Regions from separate parts of the Mus musculus genome. Here region 2 is linked to region 1. Evidence: chromatin contacts called from public promoter capture Hi-C data. All regions are on one chromosome and are shown on one strand. The core of a region is the stretch at or near the end of the contact, and the rest is flanking DNA. Distances in the headings are between cores, read along the strand shown. Region 1 overlaps Gm11351 (predicted gene 11351). Region 2 holds the start of Cdkal1 (CDK5 regulatory subunit associated protein 1-like 1).

Region 1 (6,684 bases), core at 1,253-3,752:
ACAAGACTTGCTGGCCAGGATGGGGACTCAATGCTCTCTTTTGATTCATACCCTTGTCTTTCACTCTGATTTACTTCCAGTGAGTGCAGTGATTTACCTTTTGGGGGATTTTTTTCACTTTGTTCTTCATAAGCCCTTTGTTGGCTTTCTAGAAGTTATTGCCACTGAATTAGATTTTAATGGAGTTAATATATCAGTATGTTATTTAGCAGTTTAGCCCGCGATTAATCCTAGAGAAGTTGGGTGAATGCCTTACCAGGAGGCTGTGTGTTCTCCAATGGCTGCATTACTCATGCGGGATACAGAAGGACAAATCTAGAGCAGCAGGATAAATGAGGCCAGGTGACTGGGGAGGCAGGGCTCCAGAGTTTAGTGGCTTAGAAGGAAGGGCACCATTTTTCTCGGAGGTGAGGGTCAGTTTTCCATCCTAGGGTCTTTGATGAGGAAAGCAGACATTAATCCTACAGAAAATAAGATGAAAATGTTACTCACCTCTGAACCAGGCTTAATGATGAATCAATAGATTTGCCTTCAGATTTCCAGTTTCAGTGCCCTGAATCTAAACAATGGGCAGGTCTCTGGCTTATGTGCACCTAAGACTTACAGTTAAATTAGTTTTTTTTTCTCCCATTTTCTTACCAAATGTGAAGCAATGTAATCTCTATAACATACTCATTAGTAAGATCCAGAGCCATTAAATCCAATCCTCGGTTTTCACCCATGCTATCAAATACACATTAACCCCTCTTGCTTTTTCACTTTTCAGAGAATGGAAATAACAGTAGAAAATTCATCTGAATTTTGCTCACAAACACAGAGAGCTACAATGTTCTGAGGAATCTACAGATAATAATGAACATTTTTTGTCTTCCTGACTTCTCATGTGTATTCTGTGTGCATATGCACACATGCATGTGTGCACGCACGCACATACACACACACACACACACACACACACACACACAGAGAGAGAGAGAGAGAGAGAGAGAGAGAGAGAAAGAGAGGTGTACAGGTGTATTCAACTGTGTGGAGGCTCCAGAGTTAATATCTGACGTCTTCCTCACTCTCCTTTGCATTCACTGAGTGGGTCTCTTGTTGAGCCCAGAGCTTACAGATTGTGCTGCTTGGTTACCTAGATGGTCTCTAGCACTCTGACTCCACCTCCCCTCCAACCCCCCAGATTGCTGGGAATCTAAGTGTCATCCTGCCTGCCTGCCTTTCAAGTGTGTTTGAGGATCCAACTCTGCTTTCCATACCTGCTTTTTATGGTAGGCACTTTGGCCACTAAGCCATGTCCTTGGCTGTCATGTATACTTTTCCATCTACAGGTTCCCTAAAATGTTGGAGCTCCTGCCCTTCTTACTGTGATGTCATCACTTTCTTTTCCACCATGGATATAGTAAGTGGCACATTTGTCCTATAATGGTACCTTTGTGAGACAGACAGAGCTAATTTTTCATTCTAGATACCTGAAGCTACAGGCTACATTGAAAACAGGGAAAAAAAAAAAAGCCAGCAGTTCTAGGTTATGCTGACACAGGTAATGACTTAAAATTCCTCTGAGCTTAGATTTTTTTTTTTGTGCTTATGAGTCTCTAAATTAGCTTTCATTATCTCAGCAGGTCTCTGCCTTTTGAGTTTTGAAGCCATCGTTTATGAATATAGCCAGAGCACTGAAGTTGTTTGCTTTTAAGGTAACAAACCCCTGCTGGATGGGAAGGTGTGAGGTATTAGGGTTAGTGAGAATTGCAGTCAGTGGATATAGCATTGCTCTGAGGTGAATTAAAGAAGTCGAGCTTGATTTGATTTCAGCTGCAGTGTCTTTAGCCGGTACCAGAATGAATCCATGCCAGAACTGGCAGGGACTTTGAAGTGAGAGAATCCCTGTGGATTTTGTATAATCGCACCACACGAAGGAGGGAATATATGAAACACCTGTGAGATGCCACCCTGCCTCTGGTCCTGTGAAGAGGTTTAATGTTTAGACTCTCACACAGTGAGTCTCAGCCTAGTGGAATTTCTATCAGCAACAGAGAAAGTAGGCTCATGAGCAGCAAATACTATTTGCATCACTTAGAACCACAGACTTGAAAAGGACTAAGAAGTCATCAAAACTGCCTGCCCTGCTCTTGGAAAGAAGGCCTTCCTTGCAGAAGGCAGAGGACACTTGGCTATCTGGACCCAATTCAAAGGTTACAGGCATCTGCATAAATCATTACCCCTGCTTACCAACATCTGCAGCTAGTACACAAATTCTCAGAAATAACATGCCTTTAGACCTGGCTGGGGTTCTTCCAGTTTTTGCTGGAAGAAATAGGGTGCTTCATATTGTTCAGCCATATACTCAAAGCTCTATGGCAAAAGAGTTCATTACATGGTGAAAGACACTAGCTTGGAGAGTATTTCTTGGAGGAAGTGCTCTCATCCCTGACTCTATCCTCTGCAAACTCGAATTGTATTGTCTCAAAGACACTCTCATCCCCTCTGGACAGCCAGTCTGCACACTAGATGGCAGTAATAGCCCAGTTTCAGAGTCCCTTTTTGTCTTCCCCTCCCCCTTTCTCTTCTGGCATAATCTTTTCTTGTCCATAGCAATAGAGAATAAAAGATGCAAATAAAATCCCTTTATTTTGTACAAGGCTCATTCAGAAAAGCTGATATACAATTAAAATGATCAGGAAATAAATATTTTAAACAATATTGAAAACTTCAGGCATGGTGGGTTTTTCTTGGTGGTAGAGGAAGGTCTCTGATTCATTTCTTTGTTTGTTATTCTTTTTCAGGCATAGTTTAATTACCAAAAGAGGCTTGTTGAGGCCCAAGGTCTAAGCTTAAATGAGATGATAAAAATGTATTTTGGAGATTTTGGAGGGAGTAGGAGGCAGGAGGAATCCAGCCAGGCCAGTTTTTTTTTTCTCAAATCCCGTGCTTTGCTAGCAGATTGACTCTGTGCTTTATACAACATTAATCTGGATTTCCTAGACATTCAACAGTCAGATGCATGCTCAGAGCCGCATTAAGTATTGCTCATTAACAGTAAGTAAGATACTGGAAACAGAACTATAAACCAAACGAAAGTCTCCTGACATGAGTAGGCCCCTTTGGACTGTTTGTGTAAAATTTAAATCTGTATTGGTGAGCTAGAAAGAGACAGATTCTGTGTCCGTGAAATGTTCTCAGGCCTCTAGAATGTCCTATCTGAGGTCTACTTGCAAAAGAAGGCTCCACTCTTACTGGTGATAATTCATGCTGTTACCAAAGCAGTAAAAACACAAAATGCATATACTGAAACAAATGTGTCACTCTTAAATTGAATGTTGCAGCCACGGCCTTTCCCTACTCCTAAGCACAGCTCCAGCTTCCTGTTGGAATGCACAGGCCCACACTATGCTCCCATTTCCAGCAAATTCTGCAATCATCTCTTAAAGGTTGCCACAGAGAAAACCTAAGCAGCATCCTAAAGAACAACTCAAAGCCACGGGCAGATATGAATTTTTTACTTGGCCCACATGTGAAAATGATTAATGCATTATTTATAGATACTGCCTTTCCAGGGAGCTCAAGGTCATCTGTGGACTCCCAGACAAAGGGTCAAGTCTTGAGAAGCTGGCCTAATAATCGGTGCTGACAGTTTCTTGGACATATTGCAGTGCTTTAAGTAGATGTATTTTCCTACTTGGAAAGAACTGTGAAACCTTTTTTTTTCTTTTTATTCCTTTTAAATTAGTTAGCTACTCACTTATCTGACTTGATTACAACTCATTAACTTTGATCAGAAGGAGGGCATGGGCAGGAGTGTTGCTATGGCCACCTTCTGTCTTCCTCGAGCCTCTGCATCATTCTACTCTGAGAAACATTACAACTAGCCTTTCCATGTAACAAATGTACCTCACTTGCCTTATCCTGTGTCATTGATGCTTCCAGACCTTCTAGGGCTCAGAAAAGAAAACTCAGCGGTAGCACTGTGAAGCAAAGACCAGACTTTTAGATCATTCATTCAAGAACACAAATGGGAAATCAATTCAATATATGATATTATACTTACCTACAGCAGACAGGAACCAATATAGATGACAACTTAAAGGCATGGGATTTGGTATAATATCATATATTGAATTGAAGGACAATCTTTGAAATGATATGTATAACTTTATCATATAGAGAATATGGACCAGTTTTACCGAACAATCATGGGGCATACTATTGAGGTGCCAATTTCTAGTATTTAATGGGTAATGCAATGTGAAAGGACATAGGGAAGATTTGGCCGCTCTAATGCAGGAAGTAAGAAGTACATTCCAGAAAATGTGAGCTGCTTGCTTAGGTAAATATTCAAGTAAGTATTATACAAAGTAGATGGATTTCTAGGCTCAGCATGCACCAGCAATTCTAAATAGCTTTCTCCCTCAATTCTCCTGTAGTATTGTCTAAAGAGGAAAGGCTGCAATGGTCCCATCCTATCTCAAGGCTTGTATTACTACCTAGCTTCAGACATTATAAATCATAACAAAACAAAAGCGCTACAATTAATTATTCTGCTACTATAATTGCTCCCAGAGGCAGAGTCCTGTACTTTTCAGTTTTCACTTAGAGATTTTGTGATTTTCGCTCATTGATTATTGAAAATTGTGTTGCCTTGAATGCATCCACAATGAACTATTCTATATTAATTGGCTTTAATTAAAATTTTGACACAACAATTTCTTCAATTAGTCTCCACATATCACACCAGAAATTAGTGAGTGGCACAGAAATTCTTCAAATGAATGAAACAAAAACTCTTGAAAGAGGTATCTCTGTGACATTGTGACAAAGAAACATCTGTCAAGGGAAAATGTCATAATGTTATCACCAAAGCTGATGGGAGTTGAGAAAGCCCTCAGCCAGTATCTCAGGGTGTCTCTGATGAAATGGCATTGTGCAAATATCTTTGCAATGAAGAAAAAGATCAATTCTTCACATTCCAATAAAAATAGGAATGGTAACTATTTTTTTTAAAAAACTATTTTTTGCCTTATATTTTACATCTGAGACAGTCATACAATCATGATTTAGAGTTAAGGCCTGGATTTTTGAAAGGAAGCATCCTAAAATCTTAGGTCTGACTCCACGATGTACTCCACCCTTGGCTGTAACCCATGGCATTGGTTCAGTTGCCTATAAAGACTTAGCTTCCCCATCTGATAGATCTGTTTCAATTAATATAACAGCTGGGCCTACAGAGTGTACTTTACCGGATGTTACTACAATTCAAGATTCACTAATGAATCAGTGCTTCCTTAGCTACGCCATTGCATGTGGAGTTCCACGTACACAGCAAGTTCTCTGGGCCAGTCTAGCGAGCAGTCAACAAAGGGTGATTAGGTTTTACACAAATGACCATTCCTGTTCTTTTTCATTAATTTTCTTGACGTCCTTGCACCCGAGTTCCAACTGTTTAGTCTGGTGTGGTTACTTACACATGGTTCATGTCCTTTCACTACTAACACATAAGTTTATGACTTTGGGTAACATGCAAAGGTGGCATAATTTTCTAGAGAAAAGAGAAAAATAAGTCTAGACTGAAGTTAGGAGAGTTCCCATGGGAAGGTGGGAGTAACTTGGGCTACTTTCTCAGAGAAGGATGAGTGTGAGGAATGCAGGACAGGCAGTGCATCCAGGCAGGAATGGACAAAGGACTGAGCAAAGGAATGGGTGGGTAGGTGTGTTGGGAGAAATCTGCAATCAGGGTGAAGGGTTCATCACAGACAAGCTGGAATGCAGAGCAGAGCAAATGACTAAAACCAGAAGCCACATGGGACTGGAGAGTGAGAGTGGGGCTGGTGTGTGTGTGTGTGTGTGTGTGTGTGTGTGTGTCTGGGTATGTGTATGTCTGTGTGTCTGTATTGTGCTCATGACTAGAATTCAGGTTCTAGTTAGAGTTAGGGGCCATTCACATAACAAAGTCAACATGTTTATGAATAGATGTATATATTTCATCAGATCCTACTTTCCTCAGTCCAGCTAACATATTTCAGTTTAAGATTATGTGTGTGCACACATCTATAATATAGATACATTTGCATTCATCTTAAGATATAGATGTATGTTCTGATAGTCACATGTATATGTGTATTTACAATATTAAGTCACTTAAATGACAGAAACTCTGCAAAACACATCTTCAGGTGATTTTGTCATTTTCTGAACATCATGGAGTCTGCTTACACAGACCTAGATGATATACGTGTTTTCCTCCATGTAGCCTCTTGATGCAGGGCAGACAAGCAGTAAGCATTAGCTGGAGGAGCCTGCTCCAAACACAGCAAGTGCTTTTGTTCTAAACTAATTTTATTAGTAGTAGGTGTGTACTCTAATAACCAAAACCATAATGAATCCATTTATCAGCAATGTATTAACATTATAGAGAAGTGTTTGCTACTCAGTTTTCTATGCTGCTCATTCACATGGATGACTAGGTTGTAAGCTCTTCATCCATGCATCACTATAGGATGTGAGAAATGCACCACACCACAATACTATGTCAGCTATGCTATCACTGGTCATAGGATTTTCTCAGCTGCCCTATAATTTTATGGAACTCCCAATGGGCACTAGGCTTGTTGACCAAAAGTTCATTATATATGCTAGAATGGAACAGTGACTCAAAACAATAACTTTTTCTACTTCAGAAAATAATAACTG
Region 2 (6,684 bases), core at 1,987-4,486, 3.9 Mb after region 1:
TCTGGAGTCTAACATCTTTTGGATTGGGCATTCGCCTCCTAGAAACAAGGGTTTACCAGCTCAGCCATTAAGATTGGCCTTTCCCACATAGGTTCCATTTACATGCAATATCTGTCAGTGAAAAAAAAAAAATAACAGTTTGAACACATTCAGGAAATTCTTCCTCTTTCAGATCTAAATGCACAGGCTTGGAGTGTGAAGAAGTGCAGGAAAGAAACTGAACATCCGCTGACCTTAGGAGTTTTCTAAAAATTATTTTCTTACCAAAGAAAGGAGGTGGGACTGACAAAAGGGCCCAACACAGATGGAGGCCATCCCACACAGAGAGATCACTTCTTTCTTTACTGCCTTATGCTTGTCTTCCAATCTGTTACTGTGTGAACTGACCACTGTCTTAGAGTAAGCTTACTACTGCCTAGCTCAAGCATGAGGTCCCAACAAGGTTCTTTTCACCCTGCATTGTCATGAGCTGCCAGCTATTCAGGTGTCTCCACTCCGTTTGAGATGCATAGTCTCCTATAGTCCTTAGGCAGAGATATTCATTCTGGAAGTGATTGGAGTTATTGGAGCCAGGACTCTTTTACATCATTCATAGCCACCAGCAAGGCTATTCTTAGAATTGGTGATTTTGGCTAATAATTTAGAAAGCTACAGTCCAACCAGGCAAAGAAGGTCTGAATGGCATTAGGTGGCTCATCACACTGCACCAATAGTCAGGAGGCAGGGAGGAGTGCTCGTGCTCAGCGGGCTCCCTCCATTTACACACTTTCTAACTCAGTCTTAAAGCACAGCCTGCATCCAGGCCACAAATTCCTTCATCAGCTAAACCTCTCTAGAAATCTCCTCACAGATACAAATATCAGGTTCAACAGACCCTCCAATAACTTTGATATCTACTATTCTAGAGTTATTATTTCATAAAGACTGACTTAGAGGGCATGCCAAATAGACGTTACTGAATCAAGTGACTGTAGTGTGTATAAAAACAATGTAAAACAGAACAGTCTTCTCAACAAATGACACGAAAACAACTGGATAGCCACACGCAAGGAAACGCAGCTGGGGCCCCATCTCGCATCATACTCAAAAGTAAACTCACAGGGGCTACAGACCTAAGCTTACGGACCTACTACTAGAAGAGTCTTACAGCTATCACAAGTATCAAGTTTCCCAATTAGACACTGGCTTCTTAGTTAAGGACAACAAGAGCACAAAAGGAAAAACAGGTTAGACTTCATCAAAATTAGTGTTTCAGCCAGATGCAGTGGCTTGTGCTTGCAATGCCAGCACGTGGGAATTTAAGGCAGGAGGACCAGGACTCAAAGGCTGGTCTCAGATACAAATCAAATTTGAAGCTAACCTGGGCTATGTGAAAACTGTTCTCAAAAAAGAGAAAAAAACAAAACAAAACAATTCTCATGCTTCAAAGACAATATGAAGACCATGAGAGAGCATGCAGTGGGAGGAAACAGTAGTAACTCATAGAATACAATAAGGGCCTCTCATCAGAGTAAATAAAGAACCCAAAAATACAAACAACCCCAAATTAAAATACGGGAAAGGGATCCCAACAGACATACTTCCAAACAAGATATATAAGTATCTGATAAGCACAGAGAGCTGTCAGTAAAGTCAGCCATGAGGGAAAGGCCATTCAAACCCACAAAGATATACCGTTTCACACTCCCGAAGACAATGAGAATTACAAAGACAAGTAGCCATGTTTAACAGCAGTGAATCACATCGCACAGAAAGGAAACAAGAATCTGGCCTGGCATGGTGGTGCACACACTCAATCCCAGCACTTGCAAGTTTGGTCTATATAGTGAGTTCCAGGCTAACAAGGGATAAACATTAAGACAACATCTCAACAAATTTAAAAAATAAAAATAAATTTTAAAAAAAAGAGAGAGAGAGAGGGAGAGAGAAACAAGACAACCCAGCTAGAAGAGGTACAGAAACAAGCCTTCAGGAATGCCATATTTGGGCTGCAGAAATGGCTCAGAGTTAAGAGCACTGATTGCTCTTCCAGAGGACCAGGGTTCAATTCCCAGCAACCACATGGCAGCTCTTACCTGTCTGTAATTCCAGGATCTGATAACCTCACAAAGACATACATGCAGGCAAAATCCCAGTGCACATAAAATTATAAATACATATTTTAAAAAAAGAAAGAAAGTCATATTTAACAGCCAGGTAGAGAAGTAGGATATAACAGGGACTAAGCAACAGCCAAACAAGAAAACAGATGTGCCACAAATGGGAAAGAGAGCATGTCTCGCTTCTTAATGAAAATGAAAAACTAAGGAAGAGATACAAAAATGTCTCTCCGATGAAGTTATAGGGAAATCTAGTTTTCACAAAATGATACTGGCTAATTACTAAAAACTTAAGACATCTTTCTTCATATTCTAATGCAGAACTAATTACTCAAATATTAGAAACTAAAATAAACCAATACCTTGATTTTCTGAAATTGGTCTCAAGTCCTCTTGAAAGATGAATCTGAAAAATTAAAATTAATTAGAAAATGCGAGTACCCTATAAGTTCATAAAACCAGTGTATGACCTCTTTACAACTTCCTTAAAAAAAAAAAAAAAAAAAAAAAAAGGATGCATCTAGCCACTTTTTAAACTGCTACCCTGCACTGTAACACCTGAGCACAATGAAAATCACCAAGTAAGAAACAAGTGATCCCTTATGACACAGGAAAGTTTTCTAAGCAAGGGAGCAAAGAAAAGAGGGGAAGGGGGCGCAAAAACACAAGCGACCTCTGCCCCTATGCCCAACTTCAGTGCAAAACACTCATCTCCTGAAGCCCTGATCGCGTAGCACAAGTACATTCACGGGTAAAGCGAGAGGGGAAATGAGGCTAGAGCAGAATGGAAGTCCCTGACGTCGCCAGCCAGCAGTGTCTGCCGCCACGCCGGCCTCTCTCCAGGCAGCGCTCCAGAGTCCGACTCTCCACGCCAGCCGCCAAGTCTTTTCCAAACTGCGAGAACAAGCGGGCGATCGGCCCAAAGGAGAAAACCTGCGGAAACGAAGCTCCGCCCAAAATGCAGCTCGGCCCACGGTCGCTGAGCACTGATCCATTTGCCCCAGTATACACAGATCCAGAACTTCACCTGTCCGAACTGAGAGGAAAAAAACCACAAGCCCCTGCCAGGAAACTGCACAGACTTCAGATGGAGAGCGCCATGACACTTGTGTCCCGCCGGGCTGATTTGCGCATGCTCCGCGACGGTAGACCGGAGAGGTCAAAACAGATCGTTGTTTCAAGTTTGCGTTTGTTTTTATCTATAATTATTACCACATTCTTCTACAAACAAAGGTGAAAATACACTCCTACCTCATTATGTTAGCTTATCAACTAACTTCTGCTAAGTTATAACCTTATAACTTGTCCTGCACAGTTAAGAGATTAACATAAACATCTTGCCATTTATTATTACTACTCATTATTCACAAAAAGGGACTGGAGACTTTAAATACTTACCAGAATAATTACCTCCGGAGTAAATCATTTTCATTACATTCATTACATTTTATCAGTTCCCTCCTCTATCTATCTATCTATCTATCTATCTATCTATCTATCATCTCTATCTCTTTTGAGACAGCATCTCTCTATAAAACCTTAATTGCACAGTCACTCATTATATGGAATGAACTGGCCTCGAACTCACAGATCGACCTGCCTTTACCTCCAGATCTCTAGGATTAAAAGCATGCTCCACCATGCCCAACTAATTTCCTTCTCTTCTATAGAGAAGAATAACTAAAATAATAGTTGTTCTATCGAATAACAGAAGTCAATTAACACCAAACTCGTGCCCACATCTACCTCCTACTGCTGGGATTACGGTTGTGGCCCACTGCAGTAGGCTTATATTTCTGCTTCTGCAGAGACAATTCAGCCGAGGTAGTCAGGTTTCATTTAATAATTCCATAAGAATACATAAGAAGAAACCTTTATACTTTCTTTGTCAGTAATGCATAACTTTATATTTAAAAAGCAAAAAGAAAGGAATGATGTGAAAAATATGGAACAAAATCTTTATGTTTTCAAAGGGATGAAGATTTTTGTTGAAGGATGAGTGGTTTAGCAGTCTGTGTATTGGGACCCAGGGACTTCTGCATGCTAAGCAAGCACTGTACCACTAAGCTGCATCTCCTGACCCTAGGTTTGTTGTTGTTGTTTGTTTTCTTGCTTTTGTCTCCATAGTGAAAACTGAATGGGAAAATGTTAGCAATAATAAAACCAATGGACAAAGGAATAATAAATCCAGAAATTACAAAAAATTAAAAACAGATTTAGTTTATAACTTTAGCAATTATCGGTTGTACTATTGAATTTAAACCAATCAATAACTTTTCATGAGACACAATGTGTGTGAGTTTAATTCGCTCTTTAAAAAGTGCATATGAATTGTTTGTGCAGAGATTGCATGGACATAATAGCGACAGTCTTAAGACAGATAAGTCTATTTCTTAGGCGAATGGGACAAACGTAGATGTGAACTGTAGGGATTGGGCATTAAATGTGCTGTGATTTACATTGACTTTCCACAGCCTGTGACCAAAACCCAGCTCTAATTTCAAAACAAGGGGTGCACATAAGAATCGATGTTGGATACAGGGACTGTGAAGATTGATCCTGTATAAGAAATTACTTGACAGAATAAGGCTCCCCTGGCTGAAAACTATATGACAGTAATTTTTTGTTGTTGCTGTTGTTGTTGTTTGGTTTTTTGGTTTTTTTCAAGACAGGGTTTCTCTGTATAGCCCTGACTGTCCTGGAACTCACTTTGTAGACCAGGCTGGCCTCGAACTCAGAAATCCACCTGCCTCTTCCTCCCAAGTGCTGGGATTAAAGGTGTGTACCACCACCGCCCAGCACAACAGTAATTTTTAAGGAAGATTTTTTCCCCCCAAGAGTGGATGAACCCAACAAGAAAGAGTGATAGTGTGAACAAAGAGAAAACAGGAGGAATGCTGTAGCAACATCAAAAGAAAGGCTGCCTCTAGTGAATGAGTGCCTCAAAATATAGGGTAAGAGGGAGGAGCTGAAGCTCTTAAATGCTGCTAGACAGGGACATGAAATCACCTCCAGTCTGTGGAGGAATGCTGAAGGGCATCTTATAAAGTAGCCACTAGAGGTCAGAGTATTGAACTTCTGGCACCAGCTATTCGCTTGCTCTAGCAGGTCACATAAATGGCGTTGCTCTAAGTGTGTAAGTAAATTTCTCTTTTCAGACTCCTGAAACCTGGAACCCTTGCTAGAGCAATGAGAACACCACATTCCCTTGCCGTAGAGCAGGTAACTTACCTAGGCCCAGAATCCTCGGCTTTTGTCATAAGCAAGAATCTGATGCTAGCTCCACAAAAAAAGACAGTCAGACAGAAAGACAGACAGACAGAAAGACAGACAGGGAGGGAGGGAGGGAGGGAGGGAGGGAGGGAAGGAGGGAAGGAGGGAAGGAGGGAAGGAGGGAAGGAGGGAAGGAGGGAAGGAGGGAAGGAGGGAAGGAGGGAAGGAGGGAAGGAGGGAAGGAGGGAAGGAGGGAAGGAGGGAAGGAGGGAAGGAGGGAAGGAGGGAGGGAGGGAGGGAAGGAGTAGCTAAGAAGTTCTGATCCTCCTGCCTTCACTTCTCAAGGCCTGAACCTCAACATATTAAAATTCTTATTGTTAGATATTCTCCCAATGATTTAAAATAATAACTCACATTTATTGTATAATACTCTCATGGTTTATAAGTATCAGCAGGAGACATGATGTTTTCTCTGTCCTTAGAAGGACATGACAATACAGAATAAATTTGGTTTTGTGAGGAACACAGCTTAGTGTTAGGACTCTCACATGCCTAAGGCCGCAGGTTGAACACCCACTGCTGTAAACACTGATAGTAATGACAGATCTGTTATTCACATGAATTGAGTTATGTAATCTTTACTACATGTACTCGGTATACTAAGGACTATTCTAAATGCTCGGGGGAATGAAACGCAGCAATGTCTCTACCTCCTTATTCAGTCCAGCCAAGGCTACATAGTAAGATCTAAATAAAGAATGAATGAAAAACAGAGAGAGAGAGAGGGAGAGAGAGAGAGAGAGAGAGAGAGAGAGAGAGAGAGAGAGAGAGAGAGAGAGAGAGAAAGAGAATATTATTGTTTTCTTTCTGTCTTTCTTCTCTTTCATTTGATAGAGTGCTGTGTAGCCCTGGGTGGCCTATAATTTGCTATGTAGACCAGGCTGGCATCATACTCACAGAGATATAACTCTCACTGCCTCTGCCTTGCTAGTGCTAAATCCTTAGTCCCAGCAATCCAGAGGCAAAGGTAGGTGGATCTTGTGAGTTCAAGGCAAGCTTGGTCTATACTGTGAGTTCAAAGCCGTTCAGGAAGAAGAGTGAAATTTCCATGAGCAGAAATGAGGGGGAGGGGAGACTGCAGGTAGAGCAAATATGGGAGGAAAAAGGAAAGATGAAGAATCATCTTCCCCATACCCCCAACACAATTGGTGAGTTATTTTATACTAAGTGCTCAGAGGTATACATTTAAGAAATCTCATAAAGCTAATCACCTTCCTACCAAATATTAAAGACATTCAAATTGAGGATAATAGAAAATCCTTGGTCTCCTTAAATTGTATGACTTGAGATACATCTAGATGTATTTTAACCT

The links. Promoter capture Hi-C pulls out the DNA fragments that hold promoters and counts their contacts.
Region 2: a contact with region 1 is called in a promoter capture Hi-C map of frontonasal cranial neural crest. The contact joins the promoter of Cdkal1 here to the enhancer-like site in region 1. A contact is called at or near these places in 2 of 39 promoter capture datasets (cranial neural crest and frontonasal cranial neural crest), 8 of 484 Hi-C or Micro-C datasets (the HPC-7 cell line, brain, granulosa cells and 4 more) and 1 of 115 datasets of contacts at active chromatin or transcription factors (embryonic basal ganglia).

The regions. Positions count from the first base shown.
Region 1 is chr13:25,930,504-25,937,187 of GRCm38.p6, forward strand. Gm11351 (predicted gene 11351) reads right to left here. Exons shown (of 4, transcript NR_045062.1): 2 at 257-461. Among named protein-coding and RNA genes, the nearest start is that of Gm11351, 32 kb to the right of the region's middle. Within about 2 kb of position 2,503, at least 52 of the 459 cell types and tissues checked have an H3K27ac peak or open chromatin away from gene starts, as enhancers often do. A contact at or near this core is called in brain and granulosa cells, where this site is marked.
Region 2 is chr13:29,852,437-29,859,120 of GRCm38.p6, forward strand. It overlaps Cdkal1 (CDK5 regulatory subunit associated protein 1-like 1), which reads right to left and starts at 3,237. Exons shown (of 16, transcript NM_144536.3): 1 at 3,127-3,237; 2 at 2,462-2,505.